Regions from separate parts of the Mus musculus genome. Here region 2 is linked to region 1. Evidence: chromatin contacts called from public Hi-C data. All regions are on one chromosome and are shown on one strand. Each heading gives the region's core, a stretch centred on a gene start, on an enhancer-like site or on the middle of the called end of the contact. The rest is flanking DNA. Distances are from core to core; before and after follow the strand shown.

Region 1 (5,955 bases), core at 571-3,070:
ACACACACACACACACACACACACACACACAGGAACCTCCCAGTGAGACCTAATGCTGGGTACAACTCATAGACCTAACGTTACTTAAAACGAAATAATGAGAAAGAGCTTTGCCCACTACATGAACTTCTTTTTTTTTAAGAAATAGTCTTATTAGAAACTAACATGGTTTCTTTACATCTTCTCAGACACTGAGAACAGTTCAGTTTCTCATTACTCCCTGAGGAGATCTGTTTCCTGGCTGAAAAAAGGAAGGCCCTCGATGCTGAAGGGCTGGGTCAAGGTCGCTCAGCTCGTTAGAGTCGGAATCTCTCCCTCCGTGGGAGCCTTGTGGATGTCCTCAGTCTAAATCCACACATGTACTCAGCCTGCCTTTCAGGCCAGCAACCATCGAGGCTACAGCCTAGAGTTAATGAAAGCAGCGACCCACCTCAGAATCATAGAGGGCTCCATTTTTACCACCTCCTGTGCAGAGGACATGTTCCGTTGACCTAGTGTGAAAAAGACAGCTGATGACCTGTTTGTTCCAAGACATGGATCTTGATCACAATTTGTTATATCTTAAGGTGTGTTGTAAATAACAGGTCCCGGCTTGTGCTGTGATGTTTGCCCTAGTACTACACATAACCAGCCTTCTAAACTTTCACAGTTTCCATGTATCTGTTGTTGTTGTTGTTCCTTCCTCTTTTCCTCCTCTTCTTCCGTTTTACTTACACCGTTTAATACCAGCTCTAATAAGAGGCAAACTACCATGCCCTACTTTTTCATTGGCAAATTTATTGAACAAATTTCTATTCTCTCATCCCTGTCACTTAGGAAATGTTTGCTTAAACTGGACCAAGGGCTGCTGGTATAGAAACCCACTTACTCTTCCCATTGGCCAACACTGACCAGTGAAATAATATTAAGCTCCTGTTAATCTTCCCAGTCATTCAGAAAAGACAAAACTCCGAAAACACAGTACTCTTAGCTGTGTTAAGAAAAACAACTTGGGGCTGGTGAGATGGCTCAGTGGGTAAGGGCACCCGACTGCTCTTCCGAAGGTCCGAAGTTCAAATCCCAGCAATCACATGGTGGCTCACAACCACCCGTAATGAGATCTGATGCCCTCTTCTGGTGTATCTGAAGACAACTACAGTGTACTTACATATAATAAATAAATCTTTAAAATAAAAAAGAAAAGAAAAACAGCTTAAATAGAAGAGGAAAAAAATGTCACCCAAGTTGGATATTCTAGTTCTCAGTTATGAAAGCTGTATATCTCCCACTGCAAGAAGTCTCACGTCTGAAGGGAAATGGAGGAGGCATCTGCTGTGTGGCCATGTGCTCTTTCACCCAGTGGCATTTCCCGGCATCCCCAGCCACCAGGGAGTTTCAAGGTAGCTCTAGTTTTCCCGAGCTAATCAACTAAAAGCAGCTAACTACCCAACAGGCTTTGCGGTGCAGGCTGAGGCTGGCTCTTCTCAAGGAGGACAGGCAGGCTGTAGCCTTTAAAAATGGATTTCAGTGAGAACTAAGGACAGTGATTTTCTTCTGGAATGGTCGGGCTCTTATTCCAGTACAGTTCTCAGTTAGCCATTTTTCTTGAACAAGAACCTGGAAAATCTGTCATTCTATAGCTCACAAAGACACCCGTAATCTGCTATCAGCATACAGTTTGATAAAAGAGCCATTTCCCCTTTCTCACAATCTTCTACTGGCAGGAACAAGAGCCCAGTGCGATCCAACGCCGAGCACATGGCATTTCTGGCTGTGATACAAAGGACTCCAACATCCTTCTGCATATTTGATGACCCTGGGGACCCTGCAGTGTAGCGCTGCTGTGGGAACATCTGAGGCCGCCAGCGGGCACAGCTGTCTTTGTCTTCCCACGCTGCTCAGAGCTGTGGTTGTGGGGAGCTGCAGAAACGGAAACGGGGTGCTGGTTGAGAAAAATCATAAGGCTCACCAGGGCCCACATTCCCCCACGAAATCAGTCTATCTGGTTCTGAGTTGCTGATTTCTGTTCACACCCCCACCCCGTATGTTGCCTATTGTGCCCCCGCATCTCTTCACCTCACTGAAGGCTGTGTCCCATAAAGAAAACCGGTCTCTCAGGGGAAGCACTGTGGCTTCTGGTGTGGGACTCTGCCCTAGAAGTGGTGGGGTTAGAGTGCTGCGGTTTCCTGGGATGTGATGAAAACAGGGTCCACACAGTGTTTACATGTCGTTCAGGAAGGGACCGGGGGCTTCTGAGAAGGAAAAGGCTTCGGACTGGCAGTGGTAATGTTCACCTTTAATCCCAGCACTCAGCAGACAGAGGCGGATGGATCTCTGTGAGTTTTGAGGCCAGCCAGATCTACATAGCAAATTCCAGGCCATTTAAACCTATATAGTGTGGCCCTGCCTCCTCCCTCCAAAAAGTAAAAAAAAAGAAAGGAGGAAGGGAGAGAGGGAGGGAGGGAGGGAGGGAGGGAGGGAGGGAGGGAGGGAGGGAGGGAGGGAGGGAGGGAGGGAGGGAGGGAGGGGAAGAAAATGAGAGAAGAAACCTGTTCATGTCTTGAAATAAGACATGTTTATCTGAGCAATGCTGAGTGCCCCCCTCACTGTAGTCTCCTACTTGATGCACTATTATAAGCTTGCCTTCAAACTACACGAGACAATTATTCTTAACTCTCTCTAAATACCAAAATAATCATGCACAAATCTTTTAAAAATGCAAAGGCAGCAGTGTGTGATAGCATGGGCTGGAATCCCAGCACACAGGAAGCTGATGCACGAAGAACACAAGTTCAAGGCCAGCTTCAGCTATAGAGCCAGACCATGCCTCAGACAGAAAAAAAAGAGAGAGATCGAGAGAGAGAGAATTTGCTGCTCAAATGCCAGCCCAAAAGGACTAGTTCAGAATCTTCAGCATTAGGGATCAGCAATTCTTACGCTGAAAGTCCCAGTGCCCAGCTGAGGTGGGAGTCCCTGGTTGGCAGCCACTGAGCGGGTGATTCACAAATGCCCAGTGGCTCCAGCAGCAAAGATTTTGAGAATTCCTCTCCCTGGACATGGTAGGACTCTGATTTCCTGAAGCATTTGCCCTTGTGAACATGTCTGACAATTGGTCTAAAGGCAGCCTGCTCAGTCCCACTAAGAGGACTTCCCATTTCTAGAGAGATCTTTTACCATTTTAAGAATAGGTGTATAGAGAGGAATTCGAGGGAGGAAAAAGAAAGGGGAAGTGAATTAATTATATTTTAATCTCTAAAATGGTTTTAAAAGAATAAGTAAATAACCAGGCAATGATGACATTCACCTTCATACCCAGGACTCAGGAGGCAGAAACAAGTGAATCTCTGAGTTCAAGGCCAGCCTGATCTACGGAGTGAGTTCCAGGACAGCCAGAGCTACTGAGAGAAACTCTTGTCTCAAAACAAACAAGCAAACAACAAAAATAGGTATATAAGAAAAGCAAGACGGGCCTTTGGGCCTCCATCATTTAAGTTGAATTGCACCAATGGTCAAAACATGACAATACAAAGTCATTCATTATTGATTCTAACTAAAGCCAAGCAATGGGCATGATTGACTCCATTGGAAGGATCCAAAATGATCAAGAAAGTAGTAGCAATGTGTGAGGTCAGGACATCACCCATTCACCCACTTACATGGCTAAGTTCATAGTAATTAAAGGGATGTATGGATACTAGATACTATCTATAATGTTTCCACATACACTTACTATCTGCATAAACAAATATGTGTCTTCAAATCATAAGGTTTCATAATTGAAATTATTCTCAGGAATGCAGGTCTAGAAAAATAATAAAACACATGGTCTCAGGTTTATAAAATGTTGGCATTACAACTTACTTTAAAGGAGTTTTTTTTTTTTTTTTGAGGTTTCAGCTAACATCTGGCAGTGAATATCAATGCTGACCAACTACCCACAGCTGGTATTAATAGGATAGAGAAATGTTATGTTTCCTGGTTAAAATGTCCAAGCCAAAAATGATTCTCGCAAGCAAACTGGGCTGCTAGAAATTCGACCTGATGGATTAGTCGGTTTCACTTTTCTATTTCCGGCCTATGAAGATGGATCCCGGGGCCAGCTTTCACAGGGAAACGTCTTATTTAAATGTTTAAAACCAGAGATGCCTACCTCTGGCTTCCGCCATCGAAATGTACGATATTTGGAGAGGACACTCCTTGGTCATCTCTAAATGCACCCACAGCAGCTAAGACAGGAAATCAAGACCTCAGACCTGGTATTCAAACTGGCTCTGATCTCACCGAGGCCTTATTGTTGTCCCAGCACTAGTGAGAAGAACAAAAAACTAAAGAACAATAGCCAAATCATTGTTCTCTCTAGTAATAAACCTTGTTTGCCATACATAGGCCAAATTCATATGGGATGCTAATGGTGCATCAGCCTTGAAGACGGGCCAGCTGTTTAGCCAAAAAGAGAAGAACTGAAGAGATAGGGTCTGCAGGATGTCAGCACACAGCACAGCTACAACATCAGAGCACCCCGGTCTCCTCTGTTTATGTGGCTTACCTCACTTTCCCAGAAAGAGAACTCTTTATAAGGAGTCGGGGTTCTTTCTTTGCCTGGATAGCGGGGCTGACCTTGAGCCGTGAGCATCACCTGGAATATAAATGCCTCACTGGCCTGGGGCGGAACCCTAAGGACTCTCCTCCTTACATAAATTTCTCTTCCCCTTCCTGAGCAATGAACTTCTACTGCAAGAAAAGCCCATACCCTCAAGTCACTGAGCTTTTTATACACAGCATCTTCTTCCACTTGAAGCAGTGTTGCCTCAGTGAAGGCCCCTTCCCCCACGTTCTCATGGAGGGACCGACTTGACTCTGCACCATGGAGCTGTGTGCAAGGAGTGCACCTCTCTCTCCCATCCCTTCCCCTCCATTCTCTGCTCTTCAGTCTCCATGTGACCCTGAACAATAATCCTATTACATCCCTGATCTCTCTCCAGGACGTTCATCTCCATCCACCTTTTTAATGGCATTGTTAATGATTTGAAGGGAGTAAATCACAGTCAAGATAATGGCTGCAAAAAATTAATAGACATGATTTTTATGATATAATATACTAGTGTACTAATCGTGAGAACAGTTAATTGAAAAGCACTAAATATTTTATTATCCATTCAGCATTCTGTTTATTCTTTCTCCCATTCTGAACTTTTTACCTATTATTCTTTCATAATTTCCCATAAAGGAAAACTGCAGAGTAAGATAAAGGGGATTCTAATCTCTACATCTAATTACAGAAATGAGTAAATCAGCATTTAACATGTCATAATCTTAAGAAAAAGGAGCAAGGCACAATTCAAGGAGAAGCTAACGCCCTAAGCTTGGGAGAAATCTAATCTAACTGAAGAACTGTTGAAATACCCTTTTTAAAAAATGAATAAATAAATAAAACAAAAATGGAGTCCTTTTTTTTTCTTTCTTCCTAATTCTAGAGAAAGATTATCCATAATCATTCTCATAAACAGTATTTTCAATGAACTGAATTGGTTTTTACTGGGTTTTGTGACTGTGGTCCTGTGCCAGGGAAGGGGCAATGCTGGCCTCTCCTTCAACCCTGTAGCTTTAGCCTCAAGAAGCCCTGGTCTGACACAGAGTGCACAAACAACATCGTGCACAACTCTGGAATCCTGTCCCCTTTAGGACTGCTGTGCATCCATTCGCATAATTCTCCCCAACTGGAACACTCGCCTTTCCACCATCAGATACCAACGCAACCTCCCCTCAAGCGAAGCCATGCTAGTTTCACATCTAATAAATTCCAGTAAAGACTCAGCACTCAGACTTGACGGTTAGTTTACAAAGTGGTTGGATTTTGTTTTGTTTCTTGGATTGGGAAAGAGGATAAAAACCATCATACCGTATAAATTCTTGAAACCCAACAATCCTCTACCCTGCTCACTATCATCATCTTCATCTCTGAGGAACCGAGATGGC
Region 2 (6,311 bases), core at 1,949-4,448, 350 kb after region 1:
AATGGATGGATCACAGGGCTCCCAATGGAGGAGCTAGAGAAAGTACCCAAGGAGCTAAAGGGATCTGCAACCCTATAGGTGGATCAACATTATGAACTAACCAGTACCCCGGAGCTCTTGACTCTAGCTGCATATGTATCAAAAGATGGCCTAGTTGGCCATCACTGGAAAGAGAGGCCCATTGGACACGCAAACTGTATATGCCCCAGTACAGGGGAACGCCAGGGCCAAAAAAAAATGGGAAATGAGTGGGTAGGGAAGTGGGGGGGAAGGTATGGGGGACTTTTGGGATAGCATTGGAAATGTAATTGAGGAAAATATGTAATAAAAAAATCCTGGACTCTTAATAAATAGAAATAATTTTAAAGGAAAACAAAAAAACAAAACAAAAAACAAAACAAAACAAAACAAAAAAACCTTAGTTTTCCAACTTTTTTTTCCTCACAGTAACATCATGAATTTATATTCTGAAATCTGGATTGGAAAGTAAGGGCAAAACTATCCCGGGCATTTTAAGATCGGATAGATTGATCCAAGCCACTGAATGATGGTGTTGTCTTTAGAAAGTTATGGTCGCCTTTTGCTTCCCACCACTGCAAAGGCAGACTGAGGTGCAAATATGCAAGGTCAGTGGGTCGCCATTCCGACTGGGCCGACTTTCCTGAAGACTGTGCCCTGCTGGGTTGGAGTAGACCCAGCACTCCTTTATTCACAGAGCATCCCTTCGCTCTTCTAAGCCCAGGCCTCTTCATTGTCCCTCAACATCTGGCATCATGCTCTTCCAGGTGGTGTCTGGCTTCTCTGTCGGAAGCATCTTGATGTTCACCTTCCACCAACCTGTCCCCTGCTCTCAGGAGGTTCATCCTGTGACCCTCCTACCACAGGCAACCTTCCCTAACTTCAGCGTGGTTACGTGGATGAGTTCTCCCTCCCCAGGGCCAAACAGTGTTTATTCAATGTAAAGTAACCCCAGCTCCAAGGAGGAAGAAAGTTCCAAGAATAATAGGGAATAATATAAATACACACCCACATATTCACACCCACATATTCACACCCACCCACACACCCACACACCCGCACACACACAATGTCCAAACTGCAACAGTGATAAACAACCAGTTCTTCTCCAGTCCAAATAACAGCTGATAGGACCTCATAGTTTGGAAATGGGGCTCCAGGATGGGTCTTGATAGTAGCATCTTTGCCCTTCCATGCCCCGACCTTGCTGGAGGGTCGGAGGGAGTGGGGTGGGATGCCTAGAGGGTGGCTGGCAACTCTGCCATTCTGCCACAGTGTTTACTGGCTCCAACTTCATACATATTCTCTTCTGTGGACTGTGTCCTGTTTGTTCGTCACGGGTACACAGCCACGGCTAGCCTGTAGCACGTGGGCTGCGTCCTTGGCTGCTCTTCTGCCAGTGAGATGGCTATATTTGTCCCTGGAGTCATTGGCAAAGTTCACCTCCACGGGTCGCTTCTGGGCTGCCTCCTCCTCCTGTTTCCGAGCCAGCTCGTTCCACTTCTCCTCAACCTTTTTGGATTTCGTCTCCATGATCGTCAGAGCATAGCTCTTCAGCTGATGGTGCAAACTCCTCTTTGAAGATTATGGCATAGGGACAGTTTCTTCATGTGTCCACTGTCTAGTATGAAATCAGACACCTTCCCTTTGTCATCTTTTTATATAACTCTACTTTTTGTTTTCTGTCTTGTGACAGCCAGCCCTAACCTAATGACATTACTGCCTGCTCTATCCTAGTCAGTTATTGACAATTCTCTCAGGATGCTCAGGCCCGAGTAATAATTTACACACACTTATACCTCCCTCCCCACAACACACCCATAGGCCTTGGCTGAAGAAACTTAATATGGTACTAGGCATCCCTCAAGGGCCCTAGACCTTTGCTGTAAATGCCTGTGAGATCCTAGAGGCCTGCAGGTGAGATGAGAATGGGAAAATGGTGTTCCTGCTGTGAGGTATTTAACTGCTGCAGCAGTCTTGGGTTTACAGTTTCTTCTAGCTTGCTGTCCAGCCTTGCGCCTACTAGTCATCCAGGCTGGGTGGCTTCTCCATGGAGGTCCGTGGTTCAAGTTTTAAAACGTGTATGTACTCACCAAAACGGAGCATTAGAGATAGTTTGGATCAAAATTTCTGTTATGTGAATTAAAATTTCCTCTTTGACACAGCATACATACAAATCGGAATATTTACTTTTTACCCAGCAGATTCAGCATTTCTATTGAAGAAAACCCGTGTGATGATAGGCCATGGCAATTGAATGCCTTAAAGCAGAGATAAAAATTTGGTATTCAACACTTTCAAACTCTCCAGTATTTGTATAAAAGATGCCAGACCAAGGATACTCAAGACCATACTCAGAATACTTTGTGGTACAACTTGTTGGCATCCCAACGCGCACTCTCATATTCTTGTCTGGCAGTCTGGCTCTCTATGGTCCCTTCTATGCTGGACTCTATTTGGGGACAGATGCAAATCAGGGTTTCCTGCCGTGGCTTCTCCTAGAGAGACTTTCTAGCCTTGGTCCTTGCTCTTCCCAGACACTGTCACTTGGCTCACTGTACTGATTCTTTGCTTCACTGACCTCAGTTGAAAAACAGAAAAGAAAATGATGAGTCTATCAGGAAGAAGAAGAAGAAGAGGAAGAGGAAGAGGAAGAGGAAGAGGAAGACGAAGAAGAAGAAGAAGAAGAAGAAGAAGAAGAAGAAGAAGAAGAAGAAGAAGAAGAAGAAGAAGAAGAAGAAGAAGAAGAAGAAGAAGAAAGCAACAGGTGTTAAAAATGAGGATAGAAATGAAGACCATGAAGAAACCAGCATGTATCTTTGGTTAAAACAAACAAACAAACAAACAAAACAACAAATGTAGAATGTCAATATTTTTTAAAATACATTTCGAAAGCAGATGCTTGCTCTGCTCTGACTCTGGGGATCAGACTCTGAGGCCGAGTGCGGATACTGCCCAGGTCACTTCCAACGAGGATTTAAACAGCGTTCACATCTGAGCTTGGAAGGGTGTGGTTGTTTGTGGCTGGAGTAGTTACACTGAAGGGAAAACTTCTTAGACTTTGTGAGGGTAAATGTAAGAGGGACCCGAGGGGCATGTGTACCCCAGTACATGTGTACCCCAGTATGCTCACAGAAGCTTTCTTACAGCACAGCCGGAGTCTGTGGAGAGCAAAGTCAGCTTCCGTTTTAGGAAGGAAAAGGCAGGAAGTGGTGAGTAAGCAGGTGGCCAGTTTGTTAGAACTAAGAAGGCTGATTACTTCCCTCTGCAAATTCTCCCGAATATAGACTAAGAATTTCTCAGAGTCTGTAGGCTTAAAGCATGGAACATCTCTGTGGGATCTCGGGCATTACAGGTTCCTGGAGAGCAATGACTTGTTACAGCTTGGCTCTCTGTGTTAGTGCTGTCCTAGCTCACAAGGAACTGCCTCACCTCTTTGAAAGGAGGTTTTTAATCAATAGGAAAAACAATTTCCACTGGCATTAGGAGCACATCGACCCGTCTTTGAGAATATCACTTGTCCCTGGTACTTGAATGTTGTTGGCCACAACACACTTCAGAAGAAGAGAGTCCAGCGACCCGGAAGGATGAAGGTCAAATGCTGGGATCTGTGAATAAGGGACTAGCGAGACATGCTGTCTATAGCAGTAGAAACTACTTTAGTAGTAACTGATCTCTTTAACTAGTTACCACGGATCTAAATGCAGCAGTAAAAAGAACTTTATGAGTCTATAAAGTGGGAGAGAGTCTGATCATACAAGCAAACAAATCCTACTTTATCACAAAAGTCACACTGAGTTCAGCTGCCCCACAATAATGTTTCTGGTTATCCATGGACTGGGTCTCAAAATTTGTAGGAATAAGTTTCAAAATTTGATTATGTGAAATTGAAAAATCCTCCATGTATCAATCAAAATATATTATGCCATTATGCCTTAAATATTTTTGACAACTTTGTTTTATTAATAGTGTATATATTTTTTTTCCCTTTTTTTTTTTTTAATGGCAAAAAGAACACACAAAATTTGTTGCATGTCCGAGGCAGGGGAGAATTAGACTCTTACATAGTATTTCTTGTGACAATATCATTAATTGCTTTTGGAATGCATTTTGTCTAGACTTTCTCAGTGAGTGCTTCACAGACAACTAAGTAAATATTTAGGGCTGTAGCCCTCAAGATGAGGTGTAGAAGCCCCCGTGAATTCTAGAAATCGTTTGAGGGGGTCAGCTGAGGCACTAGCCTTTTTAACTCTCATTCTCTCATGAGTGCAAAGGGAAGTTTCCCAGAGGACACAGGTCATGGGAGACCTCCTCAGAGAATTCAGAAGCAGACTTGGGAAGCTCATTAATCTTAGCTGTCCATTAAGTCAGTACTGGTAAGACTTATAGAAACACAAAAGGAAGGGACGTTCTTCTCAAGCTTTTATTCTGGAAAATAGACCTTATTTTATTTTCATGCTTCTTAGAGTATGTGTAAAGAAAAAGAAATATTCTGAATTCTTTTCAGTTTTAATTTCTTTCTTTTTAAAATTTTTTTCAAATTTATTTATTTAATGGATGAGTGCTCTGTTTCATATATATCTGCCTGCCTGAAGATGGAATCATATCCCCCTAGAGATGGTTGTGAGCCACCACGTGGTTGCTGGGAATTGAACTCATGACCTCTGGAAGAGCGGCCAGTGCTTTTAACCACTGAGTCATCTCACCAGCCCCAGTTTTAATTTCTTATATGGTATACAGAAAGGTACTTAGGAAGAAACAGCCTTCAGTAGAAAACTTGAGGTTTGTGCTGGTTAGGTTTTTTTGTTGTTGAGTTTTTATTTTTATTTTATTTTTATATTTTATTTTATTTTATTTTATTTTATTTTATTTTATTTTATTTTATTTTTGTCAACTTGACCCAAACTGGAGTCATTAAGGAAGAGATAACATCAGTGGAGGAACTGCCTGTATCAGATTAGCCTGTGGGTATGTCTGTCAAGCTTTTTCTTAGTGGTTGATTGATGTGGGAGAGCCAAGCTTAACTGTGGGAGGTGCCTTTCCAGGGCACATGGCCCTGAGGCAGATAAGAAAGCAAACTGATCAAATCACAGGAGCAAACCAGTAAGCAGGACTCTGTCTATAGTCTTGGCCTCAGCTCCTGCCTCCAGGTTTCAGCTTGAGTTCTTGCCCTGGCTTCTCTTGACGATGGACTTGCAAGACATAATAAGTCTTTTTCTTCCAAGTTACTTCTGATCACGGGGTATATCTTGACAATAGGAAGCAAACGAGGACAAGGGTCTCAACTGTTAAGAGTGACATACTTTATGAGAGTGGATACTTTATAAGGTGTCCCAGTGGTCAAAAAGTTTTAAGATATGAACGGTAAACATTGTGGCATTGGGAGTGTTTTATTACAACACATTTTGTACACTTCCTTTGGAACATACTTTATGACTTACAATCACACACTCCTGTACGTCCTTAGCAGAAATTTGTATATTCTCTTAGAGACATATATACAAATATTCACAATAATCTTAGTAGTATCAAACTGGAAGCACCTTACATATCCATTAGTTGTAGAACCAATTTCACACATGCAATCATATAAGCAATTGCATTGAAATAAAAGCAAAACAAAGCCAGGCAAAAGCCTCATGCCTGGTTGATAAGCACCATAAAGAACTCCAAGGGGGTGCTTATCATAAAACTCAGGACAGTGGCTACCTTGGCAAGTAGGTGGGTGAAGCAAGCAGAGAGTTCATAGGAAAACTTTCTCGTTTGCTAGTAATGTTTTTTGGCCTATGGGACAGTGCTTGGTGGTGCTTGGTTTGTGATAATTTGTGCTTCCATTCTCTGTATTATATTTCACAATATAGAAGGCACAAACGCCTCTCTTTCTATGCTCAGAGATACTGAGCATCCCTGAAGACCAGTAATGAAAATAAGCACAGAAAATAATTTGATATATGTTTCAGAAGTTAATCTTATTAGAATGTTCTAGTGCCTTCACTTAAAAGAAATGCTCTAATTCAAGGGCAGGAGCTCTCCTTCTTCCATGCATCAGGGTCTACCATTGTTTCTCTGTGTGTAAGTTTCTTTCTACTGGGTTCCAAGTTATCATTGAGGCTGGATGTCCCAGGACCCAAAGGAGTGGATTCCCCTGATATGGCTTTCCTAAATGTGAGGCTTTGTTTTCTGTGGTATCAGAAGCATCTCAGTGGACCAGGCTTCATGGGAAACACCCACTCCTCTTCGAAACATGAAATAAATTTCAGGTCACTATGCCTGGAACATTCTTCTGTAAGGGG

What was found. A called contact is a pair of places that touch in the nucleus more often than the background predicts.
Region 2: a contact with region 1 is called in a Hi-C map of CD8 T cells, with 4 times the contacts expected there. The contact joins two enhancer-like sites. A contact is called at or near these places in 2 of 39 promoter capture datasets (both in the C10 cell line), 1 of 484 Hi-C or Micro-C datasets (CD8 T cells) and 1 of 115 datasets of contacts at active chromatin or transcription factors (microglia).

Annotation. Positions count from the first base shown.
Region 1 is chr2:75,468,726-75,474,680 of GRCm38.p6, forward strand. Gm50595 reads right to left here. Exons shown (of 7, transcript XM_017319380.1): 4 at 1,688-1,899; 5 at 431-491. Among named protein-coding and RNA genes, the nearest start is that of 9430019J16Rik, 28 kb to the left of the region's middle. Within about 2 kb of position 1,821, at least 96 of the 459 cell types and tissues checked have an H3K27ac peak or open chromatin away from gene starts, as enhancers often do. A contact at or near this core is called in CD8 T cells, where this site is marked.
Region 2 is chr2:75,820,748-75,827,058 of GRCm38.p6, forward strand. The region is part of intron 1 of Gm34861 (a long non-coding RNA gene); the gene reads right to left. Among named protein-coding and RNA genes, the nearest start is that of Agps, 8.3 kb to the right of the region's middle. Within about 2 kb of position 3,199, at least 102 of the 459 cell types and tissues checked have an H3K27ac peak or open chromatin away from gene starts, as enhancers often do. A contact at or near this core is called in CD8 T cells, where this site is marked.